Regions from separate parts of the Ovis aries genome. Here region 2 is linked to region 1. The links are chromatin contacts, called in public Hi-C maps. All regions are on one chromosome and are shown on one strand. The core of a region is the stretch at or near the end of the contact, and the rest is flanking DNA. Distances in the headings are between cores, read along the strand shown. Region 1 overlaps AGAP1 (ArfGAP with GTPase domain, ankyrin repeat and PH domain 1). Region 2 has its middle 200 kb from the start of SH3BP4.

What was found. Hi-C and Micro-C count contacts between places; a contact is called where the count stands out from the background.
Region 2: a contact with region 1 is called in a Hi-C map of hypothalamus, with 6 times the contacts expected there. The contact joins two enhancer-like sites. A contact is called at or near these places in 7 of 16 Hi-C or Micro-C datasets (hypothalamus, mixed tissues, omental adipose tissue and 3 more).

Annotation. Positions count from the first base shown.
Region 1 is chr1:5,544,126-5,549,540 of ARS-UI_Ramb_v3.0, forward strand. All of the region lies in intron 1 of AGAP1 (ArfGAP with GTPase domain, ankyrin repeat and PH domain 1), which reads right to left. LOC121818811 (a long non-coding RNA gene) reads right to left here. Exons shown (of 3, transcript XR_009600460.1): 2 at 5,408-5,415; 3 at 1-5,339. Among named protein-coding and RNA genes, the nearest start is that of AGAP1, 86 kb to the right of the region's middle. Within about 2 kb of position 2,751, at least 4 of the 54 cell types and tissues checked have an H3K27ac peak or open chromatin away from gene starts, as enhancers often do.
Region 2 is chr1:5,947,208-5,952,622 of ARS-UI_Ramb_v3.0, forward strand. No RefSeq gene overlaps it. Among named protein-coding and RNA genes, the nearest start is that of SH3BP4, 200 kb to the right of the region's middle. Within about 2 kb of position 2,679, at least 13 of the 54 cell types and tissues checked have an H3K27ac peak or open chromatin away from gene starts, as enhancers often do.

The DNA of each region.
Region 1 (5,415 bases), core at 1,501-4,000:
CCCTGGACTCTGGAATCCCGTGTCCCTTCACTGGGATCATCCCCACTTGAGCCCGCCTTCTCCCTCCTGGCAACACGTGATGACAAGAACGTCGAGGTGCCCATCACTTCCCCTAGATCATCTTCACTCCAAAGGCAGCCATCCCAAAGGGGACACGGCGCCTGCCGCTGGCAGGGCCCTCATCACCACGAAGAGCCAGGAGCGGCATTTGAAGGGTTCAGCTGGTGTGAAATTCACATCAGACACTGGAAGAAAGGCATCTCTCAAAGCGTAAGGGTGAACAGCATCCTTTAATGAGGGCTGGATCCAGGAGGGACCAGGGAAGGGCGTCTGCAGAATTCCCGGGGAAAGGAGAGCTTGGAAAATGTGGCAGAGAGATTCTTCTAGACTGGATGTCTGTGGCCACCCCCACCCCCCAAACTCACGTGTTGAAACCTAACCCCCAAGGTGATGGTATTAGGAGGCAAAATGTTTGGGAGGTCATTAGGTCGTAAGGGTGGAGCCCTCATGAAAGGGATTCAGTGGAAGTGTTAGTGGCTCAGTGTCTGACTCCTTGAGACCCTGTGGACTGCCGCCCACCAGGCTCCTCTGTCCGTGGGATTCTCCAGACAAGAATACTGGAGTGGGCTGCCACTTCCTCCTCCAGGGGATCTTCCCGACCCAGGGATCGAACCCGAGTCTCCTGCATTAGCAGGCAGGCATGAAACAGATTAATGCCTTTATAAAAGGGGCTCCAGAGAGCTCCCTGGCCCCTCTGCCACAGAAGGACACGGTGAGAAGATGGCTATTTAGGAAGCACAGACCCACAGGGAACCAAATCCGCTGGTGCCCTGCCCTTGGACTTCCGGCCTCCAGAAGTGCGAGAAAGAAACGCGTGGTGCTTCAGCCCCTCGGCGCGTGGCACTGTCGTTACCGAAGTCCTGACTGACTGATGCAGACACAGTCCGGGTGGAGGAAGCACAGCTGTATTTCAACACGGAGACAAGCAAGTAAGCCCCAAGCATGCAGGGGAGCAGGAAATCCAAGCTGCGGCTAACCTCAGGGGCCAGTTAAAATTCTGAAACCTGCTCGGAGAACAAGCCACGTGGGACCCACCTGTGCTGGAAGAGTCTTGAAAGAGTCCCATCAGTAACAACAATCCCCCACACAACCTATAAAGGGAGGCCAGCTGTAGCCACTGAGCCCTGGGATAAATTTTAGTTAAGTCAAGACGTTTCTGGCATTCTTGGTCTGTAATTTACACTAATAATCCCCAAGTTAAAAAAAAAAAAAAAAAGGATGTAAAAGGAATAGAAAGAACAATGTGCATCCCTCTGTGAATTTCAGGAAATCTAGAAATTTTCCCAAAAAGGAATTGAGGCACTTAAACAGATAGAGTGTAACTTCTTAATGACTCATCTCTGGAGCCCTGTTAATAGCTCTCCTAAAAGCCAATTACTATCCTAAATCAGGATTTCACTAATGCGGAGGAGTTAAACATCATCAGAGGCCAGACCTGACCCGGCGTGCAGGCAGTCACAGTGTCTCGGGTTCCAAAGAAGTCTGCCCATCTCAGCAGCGAGGACAAGCACCAGGGTGGGGGGTGGAAATGAGGGGAGGGACCCTGGGGGGTGATCGTGGAAGGCTGCTAGAAGGAGAAAGAACCACAGCTTTCCCTGCACTCTAAGATACCTGATCCATAATAAACTCTGAGAACTACCCTCCCCCATGACAATTTTCATTTAGCAGGGGCTTGAACAAAATCCTCCAGGGAAAGTGATCAAGTTCCTTACACTCAGCAAAGGACTGGACTTCAGCTCCTGGGAAGCTATACGGGAGCCGCAGGACCTAGGGCTTCCCACTGGGTCCCCACCTCCACGGAGGCGGCTCCATTCACGACCACCCCTGCCCTGAGCATCCTTCCAATACAAGAGACCCCTGTGCCACAGAGGAAACACAGTCCTGCCAGTCCTTCAAGGAAAGTAGGGCCCCCGGTGAGCTCGCAAGTCAAGGCACACCTCCGATCGTCACCAGGAAGATGCAGAAATGAACAAGTGCCGTCTCTAATTCCCTCTAACTGCCTCTATCTCCGTCTGCACTCGGTTCTGTTTGACTGGGACTCCTTCCCATGTCTCCACTTGCTGATCCCTAGGAGAAAGCTCTTCACGTAATGAGGAGGTAAGAGGTGTTTGTGTAATTAATCAGTGACATATCAATCAAAGGGGTTCTATTATTACAGCCATGTTTATATTTGGGTAAGACCTCCCTACAACAGTTCAAAACTTATTCAACTCGAGGCACTGATTCATCCATTCAAATAAGGACTTAGGGAGTGGTTCCTCACTAACCGGCACAAGAATGAACTAACCACGGAGTCAGAGAAAGTGTCTGTTTGCAAGGGACTGAAAACCGCCGCCTCGGTCATTTTCTGTGTCTTGACGGGGTTGCCAGTGACACACACGAATTCTCCTGGTGCAAATTCTTCAAGCCGAATGGCACTCCAGCGAAACGTGCACAAGAAAGCCGCCAGGTGAGCACCTTCCCCAGGCTACTGCCCCACACCCGGTGGATCCCACCACATCCAGAACACCCTTGCGAGGGGAGCTGGCGGAGGTCAGCCTGGGTGGTCTGCCAGGGGTGGATCAGTGGCTCCTACTTCTCCCAGATGGCATGCCCTGCAGGCAACCTGAGGGCTCAGCCACCCACCTGTACACACACCCACCATTGTACACACACAAATGCTCCCACGCCACAGAGCTGAGTCATACGGAGCCCAGAGTCAACTAACATCCTCACACCTACTGTTTAAACAGGAGGTATCACTTTTCCGCCTCACTTCCCCGATCTGCACCTGACTAGCTGATGAGCCCACCTCCCCTTGCCCCCGCCCACATCTAATCTGCAGTCAGAACCCGTCTCGACATGCCCGCGGTGTCCGCTGTGATCCGTAACCTTAGCGGTTAAGTGGTTACTCCATTTAGCTCTGCTTGGCGCAAACCCCAGCAGCATGTGGCTACGGCTTTTCACCACCACCCCACCATCTCAAGAACTTCTCCAACTAAAGAGAGGTGACCAGATCAGCTTCATTTGGGGGGTCTGCACAAAACAAGGAGCTGACCACCCCCAGAAGAAATTAAGATGACGGTGGATACCAACGGGTGAGAACATGATGTGTAATAGATCTGAACGTACCTGTTAACTTTTGAGTTTTTAGAAAGGAAAAAAATTTATTTAGTAAAAATAGACTCACTTCTGTGAGATCTTTTTTTAAGGGTCCCCTCCAAACCCACCTATGGCCTCCAGCCTCCACAAGACAGCTGGGGACCCTCCTTCCACAGACCCAAGTGTGCCCTCTTCCCAGCAGACAACTACTGACCCGAGACAGTCACTTGGGCCCAAACACCCTCCTTTGGGAACATGCCCGTGGCCGTGGTCCTCCAACGGTGATGGCCACGCGGGGGTGGCCTGCCCAACCTCGGCCTCCTCCAAGCTGCGCCGGGACCTTGGCGTTGGCCTTCAGCCTCTACCTGTCAGGGCGAAGAGACGGTTATCCTAGAAAATGTGTACAGAGGTCTGGGGATGGCCAGTTTACTAGGGAACCATTCCAACTTTAAAACACAGGGGACATTCTCCCCCAGCTTCAGGAACACATTTCATCAAAAAAAAAAAAAAAAAAAAAAAAACCCAGTTCTGTAAATTCTTGCCGAAGCTGCTGGCCGGGGTCAGAGTGTTAGAGAGGAAACGCAGGACCCGGTGCAGCACGCTGGCTTTCCTGGGAGGCTGGGAGGAGGCGCACTGGCCCCAAACTCTAGTTGCCAGCGATGGAGAGACGGGCTTGGTCCCCGGGTGCCCGAGTTCTGGCGGACTCCCAGCTCCCTCGGGTCACCACTCCGGCAGCAAAAACCCTCGATGTCTGGTCCATGCTTGTGATGCAAGGCCTGCTGAGAAACACGTTTGCACATCCTGCTAAAGGGATGCTGCCCTTCAGTGTAAGAAGCCCAACTCTGGGCGTTCCTTTGACCTCGAGGTTGCCCTTCAAACCTGACCACATTACTATGCAGCAAGCCCATGACCCAGCAGCGGGGCTTCTGTCGGAGCAAGGAGCTGCTGCTGCCTCTAAAGGGGGCCCGCGTGGTTCTCAATGGGCCATCGGGGACACCTGGGGCAACACCCATCTCCAGAGCGCAGACCTGGCCAGCACACTTGGACAGGGCGGGAGTCCTGGCCTCGGGGCACTGAAAGCCGTGGTGTGACACTCAATGGCCACGACACATGGCCACACTGAGACACGGAGCAGCACCGCCAGCGCAGCCCGCTCACACATCTCCAAGGTCAGGGTCAACCCGGGGCCAAACGTTCTGAAACCACAATCGGGAGCCCTGGAGCCACATCTGGGACCAGACATCTCTTCTCCTTCGGCAGGGCTGGCGTCACCTCCTGACTCCTGCGGCCTGTGTCCACCATCACCCGTCACCTCCTGATACCTGGAGCCTGAGTCCACCATCACCCATCACTTCCTGACTCCTCCAGTCTGTGTCCACCATCACCCATCACCTCCTGACTCCTCCAGCCTGTGCCCAGCATCACCCGTCACCTCTTGATACCTGGAGCCTGAGTCCACCATCACCCATCACTTCCTGACTCCTCCAGTCTGTGTCCACCATCACCCATCACCTCCTGACTCCTCCAGCCTGTGTCCAGCATCACCCATCACCTCCTGAATCCTGTGGCCTGACCAGCATTGCCCTGTCACCTCCTGAATCCTGTGGCCTGACCAGCATTGCCCCGTCACCTCCTGACTCCTGCAGCCTGTGTCCAGCATCACCCCTTCACCTCCTGACTCCTGTGGCCTGAGTCCACCATCACCCCATCACCTCCTGACTCCTGCAGCCTGTGTCCAGCATCACCCCGTCACCTCCTGATACCTGGAGCCAGAGTCCACTATCACCCATCACCTCCTGACTCCTGCAGCCTGTGTCCAGCATCACCCGTCACCTCCTGACTCCTCCAGCGTGTACACCATCACCCCGTCACCTCCTGACTCCTGCAGCCTGTGTCCAGCATCACCCTGTCACCTCCTGACTCCTCCGGCCTGTGTCCAGCATCACCCCGTCACCTCCTGACTCCTCTGGCCTGTGTCCAGCATCACCCTGTCACCTCCTGATTCCTCCAACCTGTGTCCAGCATCGCCCCATCACCCCCTTACTCTTCCAGTGTGTCCACCATCACCCCATCACCTCCTGACTCCTGCAGCCTGAGTCCAGCATTACCCCGTCACCTCCTGACTCCTCCAGCCTGTGTCCAGCATCACCCTGTCACCTCCTGACTCCTTCGGCCTGTGTCCAGCATCACCCCGTCACCTCCTGACTCCTCCAGCCAGCATCTGTGTCCACCATCACTGACTCCTGCAGCCTGAGTCCAGCATTACCTCCTGAC
Region 2 (5,415 bases), core at 1,429-3,928, 400 kb after region 1:
ACATGGCCCATCAATTCAGTCATTGACTCGGTAAACAATTTATCTAGTGCTTTCTCTGAGCCAAGGGCTCCATGGATGGTGGGGTCACAAAGGTGGACTGAACCAGGCACTCAGACGAACAATCCTGAAACAGATAAAACTGGAGTAAGGGAGCTCAGTCTCTTGCTGAGCTGTGCAGCCCTAATGGCTGGGCTTTGATTAGAGTTCAGCAAAGAAGGAGTCAGGGCTTCCCTCGTGGCTAAGAATCTGCCCGCAATGCAGATAAACGCAGGTTCGATCCCTGGGTTGGGAAGATCTCCTGCAGAAGGAAATGGCAACCCACTCCAATATTCTTGCCTGGGAAATCCCACGGACAGAGGAGCCTGGAGGTCTACAGTCCATGGGGTTGCAAAGAGGCGGACATGACTGAGCAATTAAAACCAAGAAGAAATCAAGGTGGTGAGAGGAACTGGCCAGAGCCGCAGGTTAACAGAGGGACAGGTTCACAGCCCAAGGGGAGGTTCAGGGGTGAGCATGGAAATGGACTGAAAGTCAAACAAGTCGTGTTATTGAAGCAGGGTCGTTTGCCCCACGCACAGCAAGCCGAAACATGACGACGGCATTTGCGGCAAAGAAAGGCTTTACTCATGGGGCAGCCAAGTGAGGAGACAGGAGAAAAAGTCTCAGAGCTGCCTTCCTGAGGGTGACAAATATCCCTGAGATATTTATGGGGTAAAATAGCAGCGTGGTCTCGGTGTGGTGAAAGGTGCCTGGGGGTCAGGGAAAGGACAGGTGATCGGTGTTCTGTGCAGATGTATCTGGGCTGCAAGCTTCATCATGAGACTTTGTTATGGTCAAAACCGAGGGCACTCAGCATGACCCAAAGGGGAATTCTCAGTCCTCTGACATAAGCAGAAAGGGGTCAGGACCCTTGGGGATCGGGCAGCTGCTCCTAAGGCCCTCCCCGCCCTCCGACCCCAGCCCTCCACTAGGACCTACTATCTGATGCCGATTCCTCCAGACTCTCATGGATCACCACGCCCATCACACCCGCTTCCTGCGAGGCTCTGATGTGATTGAGGCACAAAACCCCCTCCTGGCTGGACAGTTTAGACTTCAATTTTGTGAGGACCTTGGCCTTCGGAATGTACCTCCCTGTTGTTTGTAATTTGTCCTGATCTCCAAAGGGTACTATTTCCTCTGGCTGCCCTCCCTGAGGACCATCCAGGAAACACCAGTTACTTCCCAGATCGGAGCTTGGGGATGTCGTCCTCCCTGGCCGGGCCCACTCTGCTGCACATGGGGCTTCATGGAAGACCCTGCCTAGGGCCTTGGTAAACTGGAAATTCTTGGTTTGGAAGCTCTGGTTGGAATCCAGTCTAGAATTCTCTGACCTCTCATTGCAGGCATTATTAGATAGGATGCATTTGGTTAAGAAACCACTCTTGAAACCACTAACATCCCCTGAAGGGGCTATACCTTGGGCTCTGGTGAGCTAGATTATTCCAAGTCCAAAGTTCAGCAGGGCTCTGGGAACCAGCTCTGAGGAGGCAGGAAGCTTAGTGTACAGCAGACCTTTGGAGAATCCAGAGGGCAGTTCAAGGACCCTGGCATCTTGGGGTGGAGAGGGGGTAGAGGGAAGAGAGTGGAGAGATGGGGGGCAAAGAGCTCACCCTGTTACCACTCTGCTCAGGGCTGTGCTGCTCAGGGGGCAGTGAATCTCTGTCTGCACCTTCCCTGCCTGCCGTCAGCCAGCTGGTCGGTCCTTAAAACCCAAGACCAGCGGGGAAGCTTAGAACATTCAGCCTACACTTCTCCCATCTTCTCTCCCATTCTCCCATCTTGCATCTCAAGGGAGAGTCCCCATCCTCAAGAAAAGGTGTAGATGGAAAGTGGGAAAGCAGAAGAGAGTGGTGACCCCAGGTGAGCTGGATGCCCCTTGCCCTCTGGCCCCTACACCCCACCCCCCCACCTACATCCTCATCCCTTGTTAGTGGTTTAGCATCTGAAGTGGAGTCATCCATGGGCACAGGCTTGGTGCTGGGCTCGGCTCTCAGTATTTCTGTAGTTGTGGTTGAATTTGCCAAGAAAGGACACCTTTCCTGGATAACGAACAGCTGCAGAGAAAAAATACCGTTCTGATTGTGTGCCTGTCCTTGGAATTCAGGCTTAGAATCAGCAAGGGCTGCTAAGCACTCCCACTGCTAGATGCCCCTCGTCCATCTGTCCATCGCCCCTCTCCCCTCTTTCTCTGGCCTTTGTGTCTCCCTGCAGCCCATCACCCAGTGTTGCTTCATCCGGGGCCCATACATGGGTTTTGGCTCCGGACAGTGTCTTCCGTTTGAGGCACTGCCTAAACCATCACTCACAAGCCTCATGCTGTTCCCGAAGAAGGAAGTTCTTTCACGTGCTCCCTGTTGCCAAGGCAACCACTTCCTTAGGATCCAAAACATTAATGTCTCTCTCCCTCGCATCTGTTTTCTGGTCAGATTTTTTCCTGCAGTGACATCTAGTGACCACAGGGGGGGAAAAACAACCATGATTTATGTGTGGCCTTGGGAGCTGTAGAGCAGAATGCAGGTGATTCTCCAGGTGCTAATACCCTCAAACCCACCTGGGCTGCCCCGGCCCTCGCCTCGCTGGGAGCCTGTGCCCTGAGACCCAAGTGCGCATGCCTTAGAGATTTCAGCGTGTGCGCAGTAGCCGCTTCAGGCCATGGATGCTTAGCTGTTGTTGCTCAGTCACTAAGTCCTGTCCCACTCTTTGTGGGCTGCGTGGACTGCAGCACACCAGGCTTCCCTGTCCTTCGCTGTCTCCCGGAATTCTCTCACATTCATGTCCACTGAGTCAGTGATGCCGTCCAACCATCTCATCCTCTGCCACCCCCTTCTCCTCCTGCCCTCAATCTTTCCCAGCATCAAGGTCTGTTCCAGTGAGTCGGCTCTTTACATCAGGTGGCCAAAGCACTGGGGCTTCAGCTTCAGCATCAGTCCTTCCAATGAATAGTCAGGGTTGATTTCCTTCAGGATGGACTGGTTTGTTCGTAACCTGGAAGGTGCTTCTGGACCTCTCAGCTAGTGTATGGTAACCTTGGCATTGACCATGCCGATATTTCTGTTTTGTGACTCATTCCAGATCTGAGGGTGCCTTTTTCTCACATCCAGCAGGAATCTGGACTTCCTCTTTGAGGTGGCAATCACTGCTGTCAGAAGGATGCAGAGACCTGACCATCAGGCTAAGGACACCGGCACAGATGGTCACTTGATGGGTCACTGAGGATGGTGAGGCAGCACTTTGTAAGTTGGGCTCTGCCAGTGACCTTGAGCAGGGACACATGGGGACACAGTGCTGATAGAATCTCCCCCATAGGCCAGGTGCCTCCCATCCTGGAAGGAACAGCCCAGTCACTTCTCAGCAGAACCCAGGAGGAGTGGTCACCAGCCCAGAATGACTTTAGGACCCAGAAGGCCCTTCTGTTCCTAGGGAGACTGCTTCCCCAGGTCAGCCTCTTTCTACCATTGTCTACCATGTGGGAGTTTCACCAGTGGCACAGCCCTTCATGCCTCCTAACATTCTCACCATTCACAAGATGACTCTCCTGCTCATCTCATTAAGAGATGGGATCATGATCTTCCCACCAAACTGAAAACTGCTGAGAACCTAGACAGCATATTAAAAAGCAGAGACATTACTTTGCCAACAAAGGTCTAGTGAAGGCTATGGTTTTTCCAGTGGTCATGTATGGATGTGAGAGTTGGACTATAAAGAAAGCTGAGCACTGAAGAATCGATGCTTTTGAACTGTGGTGTTGAGAAGACTCTTGAGTGTCCCTTGAACAAGGAGATCCAACCAGTCCATCCTAAAGGAAATCAGTCCTGACTATTCATTGAAAGGACTGATGCTGAAGCTGAAACTCCAATACTTTGACCACCTGATGCAAAGAACTGACTCATTTGAAAAGACCCTGATGCTGGTAAAGATTGAAGGCGAGAAGAGAAGGGGACGACAAAGGATGAGATGGTTGAATGGCATCACTGACTCAACGGACATGAGTTTGAGTAAACTCCAGAAATTGGTGATGGACAGGGAGGCCTGGTCCATGGTGCTGCAGTCCATGGGGTCGCAAAGAGTCGGACCCGACTGAGTGACTGAACTGAACTGAGAACTGGATAAACAAGACACAAACAACCCAAACCTGTGAAGCTCTGGGGAAAAGATCAGTCCAGCCTCAGGGGATGTGGATGGGAAGGAGGGAGGTGGGAAAGGGCTCAGCAAAAAGTGCTGAGTGAGGGCAAGGATGCCCCTGAGAGTACAGACATATTTTAGATGGCAGTGATGTGATCCGAGCTAGGGTTGCAAACTCTCTCTCTGGATGTTCGTATGGAGAGGACTGGAGAGGAGAGACAGGAGGTGTTCAGGAGGTCATTGCTGTGACTCAGGTCCGAGGTGGTCCATGAACTAGGTGGGAGTCGGCAGGAATGGGAAGAACAGAAGAGATTCTACATCTGTTGTGGAGTGGAACCTGCATCCTACAGTAATGAACTGGAGGTAGACCGCACTGAATGGTTTGGCGGGTGCGGGGAGCTTGTTGAGATAAAGAAGTGACAACTGGAGTGAACTCGTGGATGGTGGTGGGACTTGCTGTGACCGGGAAGAGTTGAGAAGGAGCAGGTGGGACATAGGACAAGAGAAGAGATGGGATTTGCCACAAGAACAAAGCCTGAGGTGCCTCTGAAACGAAACAAAAATGGAACTATCCAAAAGGTAATAGCAAGTATTCAAGTGGGTATAAATGATCTTGAAACTCAGAGGAAAGGAATGGACTAGGGATATAAATTCAGGAGTCATTAACATATAAATGGTTTCCGAAAGCCATGTGCAAGTTATCAAATTAACATATTTATGTGGCTTGAATTTGCACTCTTTCAAATATTATGATCCAGGCTGTATCCCTCAGGTCCTAGCAGGGGGCAGGCAGCATCTTCAAACTAGGACAACTTGCTGCTGCTGCTGCTGCTAAGTTACTTCAGTCGTGTCCAGCTCTGTGCGACCCCAGAGACGGCAGCCCACCAGGCTCCCCGGTCCCTGGGATTCTCCAGGCAACAACACTGGAGTGGGTTGCCATTTCCTTCTCCAATGCATGAAAGTGAAAAGTGAAAGTGAAGTCGCTCAGTCGTGTCCAACTCCTAGCGACTCCATGGACTGCAGCCTACCAGGCTCCTCCATCCATGGGATTTTCCAGGCAAGAGTACTGGAGTGGGTTGCCATTGCCTTCCCCAAGGACAACTTGAACAAGGTTTAATGAATGTGGTTGGCTGTATAATGGCCTTCAAAGACATCAGGTCCTCCTGGGGCTGTAAATGTTACCTTCAGTCAGTTAAGTCACTTAAGTCGCTTAGTCGTATCCAACAGTTTGCAGCCCCATGGACTGCAGCA